Linked DNA regions of Mus musculus: regions 2, 3, 4 and 5 are each linked to region 1. A link is a contact called in public ChIA-PET and promoter capture Hi-C data. All regions are on one chromosome and are shown on one strand. The core of a region is the stretch at or near the end of the contact, and the rest is flanking DNA. Distances in the headings are between cores, read along the strand shown.

Region 1 (2,700 bases), core at 1-2,500:
CCCGGGGGCTCCCTGTGTGCACACAGGCAGGGGAGAGAAAGGGTGTGAGAACAGCCACGTGGAAAAGCAAGACACAACGGCTGGCAAAAGGGCTGAGGGTCCTGAGGAAGAGGCAGGATGGGGCAGAAGCACTGTGTCAGGCACAAAACGCCTCAGTCATCTAAGTTAAAAAAAAAATCAATGCAATAAAATAAAATAAACTGGCAGGCTAGTACCTGAGGGCCAGCTGCTTGCTTTTATAAATACTGTTTGCCGGGAGCTGGCGTGGGGGTTAGCTGAGGCAGGTGAACAGCCAGCTACCAGCGCAGGGTTGGGTTGGCCTATTTAAAATTGTTAGGATGTTGCTTTTCTGGTTGGTTTGTTGCTATCTTGTAGCCGGGGCTGAACTTGATGACCTTAAATTCTGGACCCTCGCAGGCACGTGCTGGGCACTTTCTTGTTGTTTGTTTTCGGATGGTTGATTTTCTTTTGTCTTTGCAGTACTGGGGTGTGCTTTCTGCCACCACGCCTCAGTCCCAGCAAACTGTTACAATGTTACTTGCTTCTCATAAGGTTTTGCTCTTGTTTGGTTTTTGAGACAGTCATAGGGCCTCCAATTCTTGATCCTCCTGCCTCAGCCTCCTGTGTGCTGGGATTTCAGGTGTTAGACTCACCCTATGCTTTGCAACTGTTTTTACTGTTTAGAAACAACACACTAATATGTTACTTATTGCCGGTTGAGTTTTTTTAGTATCCTTGACATTTTCCTTCTTTTACCCTTGGCAAACACCTCACTTGCCCCGTCCTAGGTGTGAGCCTGCCTGAAAGGACCGACACCAGATTACCACAGCCCCGTGGTCTCTGGACAAGCAGACCCTGCCTGTGCAGGATCGGCACCCGGCACACACACAACTCCAAATGTGTAAGTGGATGCTTAGGCCCCCCTCATGTGTTGGCCCTGCCGCTGTGAACTCACAGTTCCTACCCCTGTACAGGCCTCAGCTCTTCCTCAAGTTCTCCCCCTTCCTGTCTGTTTCCAATCAGCTCACTCTTGCTCTCAGTTTCATTAGGGGGCTGAGGAAACTTGGCTTCTCTCTGGAGTTCATAAAAATGGAGCGCAGCAGGGTGGAGCCTGCCTCCCTCCTGCCGCCTGCACAAGGCCTGGGCTCCCTGCCCCCACCTTGTGGCCACCACACCCTGCCCCAGTGCTGGCTGCCTCTGGGCTCTAAGCCAGGAGGCCCCAAGGAGGAAGCCGGGAGGTAAACCTCCCTGTCGCGTCCTACAGAAGAGAAGAGAGGCATGGCAGATACAGGGCCATGTGCAAACAAAAGCCAGGCCTTTGCTGCCAGATGGGTGCTGAGGCGGAAGCAGCACGTGCAGGAGGGCCAGGTTCCCGGGTATCCTGCCTGGCCCCACCCTCAGGAAGATCCAGCATCTTCTCAGGGCCTGAAGATGCCCTCAGAGCAGCAAGACAGTCCTTTTCATGGTGAGCCTTGTCCTTCTGGCCCAGCCCTTCACTTCTGGGAAAAGCAGGGAGGCCCAGATTTGGTGCCGGTTTGCTCTAGGACAGACACCAGGAACCTGGACTGCTGAGCAGTACTCTTTCTAATCCACAGGAGAGCAACTTGGCTCAACTACTTGCTGGTGGGGGAGGGGGAGGCTGCATGCAGCTCCCAGTGAGCATGTGCAGACCATGCACCCAACACAGACTTAACACAGCCAGAGTTAGCATGTGGGAGGGATTCTAGGAACCGAGTGGGCAGCCTGGTTCTCAGAGTTACACTGCCCATCCCATGCCACCCCACTGCTGTGCCACGACCCACTTGGGGAGCCCAGATCTATAACTTAGATTGATCCCTGGCCCCCTGTTGCTCCTGGCCAGCTGCCCCTTGCTGTGGCTGCCTCCCGCAGTGTCCCCTTAAGCCCCGCCCCCATCTCTCACCTGGTCTGACTCCAGCAAGCACAGGCAGCGGGTGGTGGGTGAAAGCCATGCGTGGGGAACTGCCCTGAGAGGAGAGGGCGCTGCAGAAGTCCAGCTTTCCTGACTTCTTTAGAGAAGCAGGGCCTGGGGGGAGGAAGCAGCAACACGCAGGTTTAGCTGGCTGGGGTAGGAAGCCAGCTAAGCAGCCCGCTCCTTCTCTTCTCAGCACCCAGCAGCCCTTCCTCCACCTCGGGCCCTGCTCTGCTCCTCCTGGGGCCTGACCTCAGGGGTGCAATCTGGCTACAGTTGCTTCTGCAGAGAGGAAAATGAGGCCCCTGGTAACATGTGGGAGGATATGCTGGGCAAGGGTGGCTGGCAGAGGAAAGCATCCTGCTCCTGACGGTCGATAAAGGAATTAAAATGGGTACAAGGCTGGCATCTAGGAAGGGATGCACGAGGAGCCCACAGATGCCTGCTGGAGAGCCATGAAAGGAGCCAGAGCGCCAAGGGTGGGACGCACAGGCTGGGGGCTGTGACAAGACACCCTGGCCTGAAGAAACCAGCACTCTCTTTCTGGAGAAAAGGAAAAGGGAAAGCATGGTTAGAAGCCCTCCAAAGCAGCAAAAGGAGAACAAAGGCAGGAGCCAGAGCTGGGAGCACCCTGGGAACAACTAGAGGCAAGGACTGCCCTGGCCATAGGGCTCAGAGAGTGGGGCTCTTCTCTGCCCTGTTGCCAAAGGCAAGGGCGGTATTAGCCAGAGACGGGTACAAAAAGACCCCCATCTGGGCTTTGCCTTTGA
Region 2 (2,700 bases), core at 13-2,512, 710 kb after region 1:
TGCATAATTCATACTGTAAAAGCCTTAACTGAAAATTATTTAAACATCAAAGTAATCTGCCAACAGACTGATCACAAAGTGCAAGTTTGCTACAATTTAGTTGGGTGGAAAGAATGAACGTAACTCTACATTTTGGAAAACATGACTGTTTTGATATTGCAGACTGGTATGCTCTATCGACTAAACTTGCACAACTTTCCATCATCAGCATTTTTAAACATTGCCTATAAATCATACTGAATAAAACATGTAACTTTTTTGTTTAAAGATTTTAATAAACCTACAAGGACACGCCCTAAATAATATACTTAAATCAGATTTTAAGTCTCCACCCATTTCCAATTACTCCAGAGAGAAGGAGGGGGGAGGGGAAGAGAGAGAGGTAGTCATTTTAGGAAGATTCAGGAAAAAGAAGTACAGCCAGATCTGCATGCCGGCATGAAGGCCTAAGGATGATTTTAATGGAATGAGTTTTTGTTCATCACACTATAATTAGGCGTACTTAAATGTAGGAAAAGAAAAATGATTTTTTTAAAAATTACGACTATTACTCCATGAGTTCAGTCTAAATATGAATGATTTCAAATTCACGAATCCGCATATTTAAAAAAAAAATCTGTAAGCAGACATGTCAAATTTACAACAGTAAATAGCACGAATGGGACGGGGCACACGCAGAGAGGAAGAGCCTCAACGCCGACTTTATTCGAACCGTGTTCCGTTAACAACGTAGTGGAAGGACTAGAAACCACACATCAAACTGGTTGGTTTTTTTGCGGCGTTCCGGAAGTCCACAAATTTGCAAAAAAGTTAGCACCATTACTGTCCTTTTGTCTGCTTTATGCTGCCACCCAGGTGGCGGGGAGCGACAGCTGAGAAGCAGCACCGCACTCTCCCCAACCGCGAACAAAGCCATGCGGGGCGGCAGGGGTCCGCGGGCCGGCCCGGGACCAGAAGGGGCAGCGCCGGGTCCCCGCTCCCAGGCCCCCGCCGCCCGCGGGCCGCCGCGCACCGCCAACCGCCGCCGAGCAACGGCCACCCGCCCTGCCCGCCCCGCCCGCTCGCGCCGGCCCAGCCCACCTGTTGGTCGCACTCGGGGCACGATTTGGTGGCCATCTTCACTTTCTTGGCTCGAGTTGCAGACATGCTCCCCTCCTGAGCAGCGGTGGAAGCAGCGCCGTGCCTCCGCTGCTCCACACAGCGCGTCCTCACTCCAGCCGCGACCCAGCCGTGGAGGCGCGCGTGCGCGTGCGCGGGGCTGCGTGCGGGTTGGAGGAGGGGGGCGCCGCGGCCCTTCCAGGGAAGTCCCATCGCCACGCCCTCTAAGGCGGTGGACCGCTCGGGGGCGTGGCTCCGACGAGACTCCACCAACCAACGCACAGGTGGGCCGAGCCCTGGTGCTGGGCACGCCCCCTCGTCGGCCCCAGAACCAGAGCCTGAAATGGTTACTGGCAACGGAAAACCTCTCTGCAAATGTCAGCAATGCTAATCCGAGAGAAATTATAATAGACACTCGATGAAACCCCTAGGCTTCCAGCGTCAGGGGTATAAACTTCACTATTCATTAAATAATTGCCTACGATCCACTATTAAGCACACCGAATAAGAAATGTCTGCCTTCAAGGAACAGTCTACAAGGCTTTGTTTTTGGAGGGGGTGGAGAGGTTGGTCTGGTTTCATCTTGTGTATCACTGATACTGAGTAGTTTAAAATTAAAAGCAAATTATTTGAAAAGTGAAACAAAATGCTGTGCACTCCTATCATCCCAGCTTTCACTGCTCTTGTTCAGATCTACAGTGAGAGAGCAGAGAGATATTTTTAAACTGTAGTTTGATGAAGAAAGGAGCATGAGCTGGGTATAAAGTTGCAGAAAAGGGAGGGGTAACACACAGAGCATCTGCCATTGTTAAAGAGACTCCTCATACTCTGTACTATAGGAAAGGTATCTCAGGACAAAGACACTACCTGTCCAAAAAAAAAAAATCTAAACGTGTGAAAATGTAAAGTCAGTTAAAAGAAGTGTGTGTGTGAATAGAGTCCTTAACACAAGGGTTCCCCAATCCCAAATAACCCCCTAAGGAAGTCTCCAGGATCAGCCTTGAAGGGACACAAAACTTCTGCCACTTTGGATCAAAGGGAGCAGATGACATCTGGAGCTGACAGCATTATCTTGGGCTACTGGTCTTGCAAGTAAGAGAAATGTAATGTTCACTGCCTGGACACACACACGACCTTTACTCTCTCAAGAGGGCACACTAAGCCCGGTGTGGTGTCTGCACGCTTTTAATCCCAGCACTCAGGAGGCAGAGGCAGTCGGATTTCTGAGTTCGAGGCCAGCATGGTCTACAAAGTGAGTTCCAGGACAGCCAGAGCTATACAGAGAAACCCTATCTAAAAAAAAAGAAAAAAAGAAAGAAAAGAGGGCACACTAGGGAGATGGATCACAGGAAGAAAGAAAGTGGGCTTAGAGTTAGTGATTTTTCTGTATCAGCTGGGGTCAGAACTCACAGTCCTGTTTGATTGCCAAGTTGGAAAAGAATTGACACACGAATGTGGGTGGAGGGCAGGGAATTACTGTTCCATGCCACTAAATTCCTGGAACAAGACAGAGGCCTTTTGTGTAAACAAAGTCTCTCAAAGTCTCTCTCTCTCTCTCTCTCTCTCTGCATATGTGTGTAACATTTGTGCAAAAGTTTTATG
Region 3 (2,700 bases), core at 23-2,522, 580 kb before region 1:
TGGGGGCAAAGTTGAAGAACTGGGTCTTTTTTATAGACCTGCCCTTCTGCTTTGGCTAGTGACCAACAAAATATGATGAGTTACATGAAATTACCCTTTCTATAGGTCCAAATTGGCCAAATCTTAGCAGTTATGCATGGCTTCACCTATTGAGTGAAGCCATTAGTCACAGAGAGCCCAAGAATCCAGCGGCCACACTCCCTCTGTTCTAGCATTTTTCCATAAATAGTCTCAGTAAGTCTTTATAACTGCCCTTTAAGGACTCTTCTAGGCTTCCATTCCACAGGTGGAAAAACTGAGGCTCCAAACTACAAATACATTCAGTCAAATGTACCTAGGTCAGGGGGAACCTGAGCACAGAGCCCTGGGATCCCTGGTTCAAAGATGGGACAAATCAAACTCCCACAGGCCCTGAATCTGGGAGTATGGCTCTGGGCCACAGTCTTGTAGGTTTTCCTGTACACCTCTGGACTGACATTTCTGTCTGGCCAGGTGCTTCATCCTTGTGACCTTGACTAGATAGATCTCTGCGCCTCCCTTATCCTTAGTGTCCTCATCTGTACAATGGGTGTAGAGTGTGGCCTGACCCAGTTAATGCAAAGGCCTGAAAAGCCGGTCTGATTGCTTTCCCTTCCCGGTTGGAAGTGCTGCAGCAACAGGTGTTCCCTGAATCTGGGGTGTGAAGCTAGAAGCTGGATGGCCCAACCCAGTAGGCCATACACCTCACCTCGGGGGCGGGGCGGAGACCAGGGTTCACCTGGTGGCGAGGATCAGGCTTTTCTGGGGGTGGGGCACTCCCCGCGAGTGTGAGGAAGGGTGGAGAGAGACTCTGAGGAAGGGTGGGCAGGTACCCCTCGGTGGGTAGAGGGGCACACACTCACCTGGCGGGCAGTGACAGCACCTCGGCCCGGGGGTGCCTGGGGTCCATTCCTCTTGTGCATCTTCCAGGCTCGAAGCCCGGACTACCAGCCCCTGCACCTTTGCCTTGCCTTGCCTCTTCACCGAAGTCGAGTCTCAGAGCTCGCGCTGTTCCTGAGCCCTGAGTCCCTCCTCCGCGCCCGGCCCCCCGGGATTCTCGAGTTTGGGCCGCCCAGCTTCCGCCTTGGCCTTCAGGAGCGCGGCGGCTGGATTCGTGGGCTCTCTAGTTAAACTACAATTCCCGGCAGTCAGAGCGTGGAGGCGCATGCGCCTAGCATAAAGTAGGGCAGAGAGAAGGCGGAGCATGCGTAAGGTGTGTAGTCGGTACTACGCGTGCGTGGGGCGTGGCCTCACGGGCGGGAAAAAGAGAGAGAGCTGCAGGTGTGAGGGCGCGGCAGTGTGACGTCTGTGGCTCCACACCGCCGCACATCGTTCTGTTAGGCTTTGTGGTGGAGTGGGTGCGGGTGTGGGTGTGGGTGTGGATGCTCCTGCTCTCCCGTCTGTGGCGCAGGTCTTCAGGAGCCGAGTCCACAGTGTCAGGCCTCAGGCCTTCCTGTCTCCCACCGCCAGTTTGCCACGCGGTCCCCGTGACTGCCTATGTGGGTATTTTCTCAGAACGTTACGCCAGTGACCTAGGCGACCTATTCCCCATCAGATCCAGGTTGACCTCGTCCCGACTAAGGACAGAGCAACTTCCATTACTGCTGTGGCCCAGGTTGGTTCTGGCTTGCCATGGGTCCCACAGTCTGAAGACATTGGCCGGAAGCCACTCCTGACGCGGGGTAGCCCTCCTAAAGTCTTGTGTGACTTTGGTGGGTCTCCAGAGACCTCTCTGAAGCTTCCAAGTACCCCATGTCCCAGATAATTAAGCTTTGGGTGTGGGTGGGGGAGAAACGTAGTTGTCTCCAACCCAGAGACTCCAGCAGATACCGTGAAGAGGACGAGATCGTTCCTTCACACAGGGAAAGGGTGTGAATGGCTACCTGGCCATGGTCCAAGGTGGCTATGACCTGTCGCCCCACCCAGTGTCCTGCTGAAGACCAGCTGACTCCCCTCATCAGGCTGCCAGATGGGCCCAGTGGAGGAGGGAGACAGGGTACAGATGGGGACATACAGTGCTGGCAACAGCTGGAGAGTTTGTTTGTTGTTTTCAGATTTCTCAGGGAAAGATAAAATGAATAAGAAGAAACAGCGGAACTCAGGTATTTGGTTTATTCAAATTGGCTTTTTATTTTATTTTTATTTTTAATTTATTTCCAGGCAGAGTTTATGTATATCCCTGGCTGTCTGTCCTAGAACTAACTCTGTAGATCAGGCCTCAAACTCAGAGACAAACCTGCCTCTGCTTCCAGAGTGCTGGGATTAAAAGTATGATTCACCACAACCTGGCCTCAAATCGGCTTTTAAAATATTTATTTGAGGTACTAGGAATGGAACATGGAGCTTCCTGCATGATAAAACACTCTACCATGAAACTACATCTCAGACCCAAGGTGACCTTTTTAAACTTTTTATGATGTTTTTGAGATGGAGGAGGGGATTCTTGCCATGTGGGCCGACTAGTTTTATGTCAGTTTGACCCAAGTCATTTGGGAAAAGGGACTCTCAATTGGGAAAATGCCTCCAAAAGATTTGCCTGTAGCCAAGAGTGTAGTGTGTTTTCTTGATTAATGATTGATGTAGGTGGGTCCAGCTCGTGGGTGTGCTGCCTGGAGGCAGGTAGTCCTAAATTACATAAGAAAGCAGTTAGCTGTGAGCAAAAGCCCGTAAACAGCATTCCTT
Region 4 (2,700 bases), core at 80-2,579, 600 kb before region 1:
GTCTGACTGACTGGTGCCTGCTGTCTGTCTGACTGGTGCCTGCTGTCTGACTGGTGCCTGCTGTCTGACTGGTGCCTGCTGTCTGACTGGTGCCTGCTGTCTGACTGGTGCCTGCTGTCTGCTGGTGCCTGCTGTCTGACTGGTGCCTGCTGTCTGACTGGTGCCTGCTGTCTGACTGGTGCCTGCTGTCTGACTGACTGGTGCCTGCTGTCTGTCTGACTGGTGCCTGCTGTCTGACTGGTGCCTGCTGTCTGACTGGTGCCTGCTGTCTGACTGGTGCCTGCTGTCTGACTGGTGCCTGCTGTCTGACTGGTGCCTGCTGTCTGACTGGTGCCTGCTGTCTGACTGGTGCCTGCTGTCTGACTGGTGCCTGCTGTCTGACTGGTGCCTGCTGTCTGACTGATGCCTGCTGTCTGACTGGTGCCTGTTGTCTGACTGGCTTCCGCTCCAGCTTGGCTGTCTTTCCTGTAGGCCAGGGCTACCTGCCTGAATCCCAGGATCCCCAATTCCATAAGCGCTGGGAACTGAACTCATGTCCTTTGGGAGAGCAGCCAGTGCTCTGAACCACTGAACCACCTCTCCCACCCTAGGTGTTTGAGTTGACAGACCTTGAGGAAGAGGCCTCTTTCATGTACATTTGACACGTCGCTTGTTTTTTAGACAGGCTCTTACGCAGCTAGTACTGGCTTCGTCGGTATCTTCCTGCCTCAGTCTCCCTAAGCCCTGAGATTGCAGGTCTGTGCCTACAACATGCTGTCCTCTCAGTTGCATTAGCTTACTGAACTCTACAAGGTTCCTGGAAGGTGAGACAACCATGACCAGTTGCGGAAAAGGAAGCTGAGGCAAATAGCCCAGGGTCAGACAGGCAGGCCAGCACCCAGCTCTCACGGACACCCACCAGCCTCTGCCTCCCTTACATTAATTTCCTTCCAAGAGCCATGACTATCTGGGGAGTGGGCAGTGGCTGCCAGCCAGGCATGAGAACAGAAGCCTAATCCTCCCTTGAGCCCTTCTGGCTGGCTTCATCTCCTTGGGGACTCTCTAACGCCTGCCCCATCCACTGGCACCCCATTCCTGTCTGTGGTCAGACCAAATACCAGATAGGGTGATTCTCAGCTTTTCCTCAAGTATTCGTCATGGCTGTGGCTCGGCTCAGGCTGGCTGAGGTTATGAAAGTGGAGCTGGGGTGATTGGAGCAGGCAGGGAATGAGGGATGGGCTAGATGAGCCCTCGGCCTGCCCTCTTCAGGGAGGGGAAAGGGACAGTCATCTTCTCAGGCCCCGCGGGGTGTGTGTGTGTGTGTGTGTGTGTGTGTGTGTGTGTATGTGTGTGTGTGTGCGCGCTCTGTGCTGAGAGATGGAGGGCAATTGTAGTCACAGCAGACACTGGAGGACGTGAGTGCTGGACAGAAGCTGGGGAGAGGCACAGCAGGGCTGACTATGGTGAGTTAGGCAGGGAGGGTCTGAAGGCAGGTCTGCCCATCCCCTGCCTGGTTCTGCCCACTGGTCCTCACCAGGTGGCTTTCTGGCCCCTTGCTTTCCTCCAGAGGCCTCAAGAGCTGCTATTGCTGCTCCTGATGCTAAAGTGGTCGTTAGCACACACGGAGGACCCTGCCTTCCCACACTTGGGTGACAGCTCACAGCCCCTCCCGAGGCCCTGTCCTTGGCGCTGCTCCTGTCCCCGAGATGACACGGTGGACTGTGCTGGTCTGGACCTGAGGATATTTCCAGACAATATCACCAGAGCTGCTAGGCACCTCTCCTTGCAGGTAAGGGCTGGGGATCTGAGAGGGAGGCATAGGGCAGGGTTCATGTGGGAGGTCCACATGGCAGAGCTGAACCTGCCCTTGCTCTGGTTCCGCTAAGCCAGGCCAATGTCAGAGGTAGAAGCATCGTGTGTCCCGAGAGTGGAGTTTGGGGTCAGAATCTTAGGACTTACGTTGTTTTGGTCAAAACACTGAGTTCAGCTGCATGGTTGTGGCATTCGCCTTTAATCCCAGCGCTGGGGATGCAGAGGAAGGCAGATAGATCTCTGTGAGTTCAAGGCCAGCCTGGTCTACAGACTTACAGCCAGGGCTACAAAATTAGTCAATAGTTGTGATGTTGGAGGTCACAGGAGTATTTTGGAATGGTTTTGGGCAAAAGGGTGTTGGGGGCTGAGATCAGAGTCTGTTGTAGTGGCCCCAGTACTAAGGACACAAGTAGGAGGCCATCCTTCACTGCAGAGTGAGGCCCTCTGTTGGGGGATGGGGTGTTGGGGAAGGCTAGAGGAGTGTCAGAGACCAGGTTCAAAATCAGCAGCCCATGTGGCTTCAGGCCCAGGGTAACCGTGTGGTTTGCTGGGTGGTGCAGTAAAGAGCTTAGTGCCTCACAAGCCTCAAGGTTGTTTGGGGTCACGGAATGGGATGTCTTCTTTTCTCCTCCTCTTCCTGTTCTCTCTGGAGATATTAGAGATGAACCCAGGGCCTGCCTTGTGGATGCTAAGCAAGTGTTCTGCCACTGGGCTGCACCTCCAGGTTGAGTTGAGGAGCAAGAGACAGGCCTTGGTGTGACTGTCTTTATTCCACAGAACAACCAGCTTCGGGAGCTCCCCTACAACGAGCTGTCCCGCCTCAGCGGCTTGCGCACCCTGGACCTGCATAGCAACCTCATCACCTCTGAGGGTGAGGGCCTCAAGCTGGGAACAACCAGGTCCCAACCC
Region 5 (2,745 bases), core at 78-2,577, 680 kb before region 1:
TTCTACTTTTTTTTTTTTTGGCTTTGTCAGGAGTATCAGACTGGATGCCCGCAAAAGCACAATACTATGGGATACATGAGGAGCACTCAAGTGAACACTGATCATTTATTGACCGTCTTGTTTGCTTTACCGAATTCACTTCTTCCAGCCTCTCAGTGACAGCTACTGAGTTTGCTGCTGTTGCCACCTACTTACTATTCACTAATTGGGACCCTGGCTCCTCATCAGGCTTGTGTGAGGACACAGCCATTTAGCCATAGAGCTACTGTTTTGAGGCAGGCACACTCCTAACCTGCGCATGCATCCATCTGTCTGTCCATCATTCACCACCCACACATCTCTCTTTCATCATCATCTTCTTCCTCCTCCTCCACTCCGTTTTTTGGTTTTGCGATTTTTTTTTTTTTGAGACAGGGTCTTAGGCTGTCCTTGAGTTCATGACCATCCTGCCTCAGCTTCCCAGAGTGTTGGGATTCTAATCACAGTCTCCCAAGCCCACTGTGTCGCCTCTTTTGTCTCGCCTCTAAGGAGCTGCACTCTCCTGATTGGCCTCCTGCTGCTCCAGCCACACTAAACAGTCTGCCCCGTTAAAGAATTCTGCAAGGTCTCACCCACTGGGTCTACCATTTCACCAGGAATGGTCTCTGCAGGAGGTAGCAAGGGCTAGAGAGGCCAGAAGGTGGCGAAATCAAGCCCTGTGCCTAGCATCCCGCTCCCTCTCGGCAGACTGGGATAAAAAAACCTGATGTGCCCTCACCCAAAGGGAGGCACCTTAGGGGCAGCGGCACCTCTGTGTGGTGTCATGCTACACACAGCCAGGAAAAGGTAGCCTAATGGCTTTCTGATTTCCACACCCCTGCCTTTAACCCCAAGATGCCTGGCTTCCAGCTACCTCAATTGTACCATCCTGGTCCCGAGGAAGCTTAAAGGCAGGCAGAGGTGTTTCACTGCACATGGCTAGGCAGGGATTCTACCCTGTAGCCCAGGCTGCCTTTAAATGTGAGTTTTTTCTGTTACCACCTCCCAAGAGTTTGGAACTAACCATGCCTGGCCCATGCAGCCTGTTTGGCTTTGCGCTTACCAGGACACCTGTTCCAGGTTGATTGCCTAGCACTCACCCAGAGATTCGTGGGCCAAGATGTCCGCCCGGCGCCATCGTGAGCCTCCGCAAGTGAAGATGACCGCGCGGATGAACTCCCGACCGCAGAGCTTCACCCCGTAGGGCGCCGGCCTCGCCTCGGCCTGCAGCCCCAGAGCCCCGAGGAGAGCCCAGGAAGCCAGCAGCAGCAGCCCGAGCATTGCCATGATCAGCTGAGATGCCTGCGACCCAGGTGCTCTATCTGCACCACCTCCGATCCCCTATTTATACAGGCTGGCTCCCAGCGCCGCCCGCTGACCTGGGTTATCTTCTGAGCAGAGGGGAGGCAGTTGGCAACCTGACCTTTACCATCTCCTTGCTAAGAGATAACCTTTCACGCAGACAGGGTGACATGGCTCAGCTCTCTGTCATCTTCCACACCGAGCAAGTTTCCTGCTTCAGTCTACTACTAAGTTTTGGGATTATAGGAGAAAGCCACCACCTCTCCTTTCTTCTTAGACAGAATCTCCTAACCTGGCTATCCTCAAACTCTCCTCTGATCTGGAGAGATGGCACAGTAGATAAGGATTTCTGCTCTTCCAGATGGCCTGAGTTTGGTGCCCACTACCCAAAGCAGGCAACTCACAATTGCCTGTAACTCCAGCTCCAGGGGATTCTATGCCCCCATCAGGAGCCCGCATGCACATGCATATACATATGTGCACATATACAGACATAAATAACAATTTTAAAAAATTTTTTTAAATAAATAAATAAATGTATTTGTTTATTTTACATCCTAATCACAGTTCCCCCTCCCAGTGTTGAGGTTTCAGGTGTGAAACATCACATTTTGCTTTTAAAAATCTTATTCTTGCTAGGCATGATGGCATACACCCAGCACTCAGGAGCAGAGACAGGTGGATCTCTGAGTTTGCGGCCAGTCTAGTTTACATAGTGAGTTCCAGGCCAGCCAGGGTTACACTTACTTTCTTCCTTCCTTCCTTCCTTCCTTCCTTCCTTCCTTCCTTCCTTCCTTCCTTCCTTCCTTCCTTTCTTTCTTTCTTTCTTTCTTTCTTTCTTTCTTTCTTTCTCTCTCTCTCTCTCTCTCTCCCTTCCTTCCTTTCTTTCTTTCTTTCTTTCTTTCTTCCTTCCTTTCTTTTATTTATTTTTTTGTTGTTGTATTTTTGAGACAGGGTTTTTTTGTTGTTGTTTTGTTTTGTTTTGTTTTGTTGTTTTTTCGAGACAGGGTTTCTCTGTATAGCCCTGGCTGTCCTGGAATTCACTTTGTAGACCAGGCTGGTCTTGAACTCAGAAGTCCTCCTGCCTCTGCCTCCCAAGTGCTGGGCTTATAGGTGTGTGCCACCACCGCCCTGCAGAGACCCTGTCTTTAAAAGTCCAATTTTAGCCGGGCGGTGATGGCACACGCCTTTAATCCCAGCACTTGGGAGGCAGAGACAGGCGGATTTCTGAGTTCGAGGCCAGCCTGGTCTACAGAGTGAGTTCCAGGACAGTCAGGGCTACACAGAGAAACCCTGTCTTGAAAAAAAAAAAGTCCAATTTTGTTTATTGTTTTAGAATTATGTAAGTATATTTATTTATGTGTCTTTGTGTGTGCATGTGTATGTGTGTCTCTGTGTGAGTGTGTCTGTGTGCACCACATTTAT

What was found. Promoter capture Hi-C pulls out the DNA fragments that hold promoters and counts their contacts. ChIA-PET counts read pairs in DNA pulled down with a chosen protein or histone mark.
Region 2: a promoter capture Hi-C map of pre-B cells shows a contact between it and region 1. The contact joins the promoter of 4921524J17Rik here to the promoter of G430095P16Rik in region 1. A contact is called at or near these places in 2 of 39 promoter capture datasets (cranial neural crest and pre-B cells).
Region 3: a contact with region 1 is called in a promoter capture Hi-C map of maxillary cranial neural crest. The contact joins the promoter of 4930432K21Rik here to the promoter of G430095P16Rik in region 1. A contact is called at or near these places in 3 of 39 promoter capture datasets (cranial neural crest, embryonic stem cells and maxillary cranial neural crest).
Region 4: an RNA polymerase II ChIA-PET map of memory CD8 T cells shows a contact between it and region 1, with 18 read pairs. The contact joins the promoter of Podnl1 here to the promoter of G430095P16Rik in region 1. A contact is called at or near these places in 2 of 39 promoter capture datasets (cranial neural crest and maxillary cranial neural crest) and 1 of 115 datasets of contacts at active chromatin or transcription factors (memory CD8 T cells).
Region 5: a contact with region 1 is called in a promoter capture Hi-C map of stem cell-derived epiblast-like cells, with 2.8 times the contacts expected there. The contact joins the promoter of Rln3 here to the promoter of G430095P16Rik in region 1. A contact is called at or near these places in 2 of 39 promoter capture datasets (cranial neural crest and stem cell-derived epiblast-like cells).

Annotation. Positions count from the first base shown.
Region 1 is chr8:84,721,807-84,724,506 of GRCm38.p6, forward strand. It overlaps G430095P16Rik (RIKEN cDNA G430095P16 gene), which reads left to right and starts at 1,251. Exons shown (of 2, transcript NR_169084.1): 1 at 1,251-1,465. Nfix (nuclear factor I/X) reads right to left here. Exons shown (of 11, transcript NM_001371053.1): 7 at 1,922-2,044; 8 at 1-12.
Region 2 is chr8:85,431,579-85,434,278 of GRCm38.p6, forward strand. 4921524J17Rik (RIKEN cDNA 4921524J17 gene) reads right to left here and starts at 1,263. Exons shown (of 4, transcript NM_025722.3): 1 at 1,081-1,263. The coding sequence starts at 1,146.
Region 3 is chr8:84,146,766-84,149,465 of GRCm38.p6, forward strand. 4930432K21Rik (RIKEN cDNA 4930432K21 gene) reads left to right here and starts at 1,273. Exons shown (of 9, transcript NM_029045.2): 1 at 1,273-1,633; 2 at 2,073-2,120. The coding sequence starts at 2,093. Cc2d1a (coiled-coil and C2 domain containing 1A) reads right to left here and starts at 1,152. Exons shown (of 29, transcript NM_145970.2): 1 at 882-1,152. The coding sequence starts at 941.
Region 4 is chr8:84,124,660-84,127,359 of GRCm38.p6, forward strand. It overlaps Podnl1 (podocan-like 1), which reads left to right and starts at 1,330. Exons shown (of 10, transcript NM_001013384.2): 1 at 1,330-1,442; 2 at 1,547-1,768; 3 at 2,569-2,662. The coding sequence starts at 1,440.
Region 5 is chr8:84,043,652-84,046,396 of GRCm38.p6, forward strand. It overlaps Rln3 (relaxin 3), which reads right to left and starts at 1,328. Exons shown (of 2, transcript NM_173184.1): 1 at 1,119-1,328. The coding sequence starts at 1,305.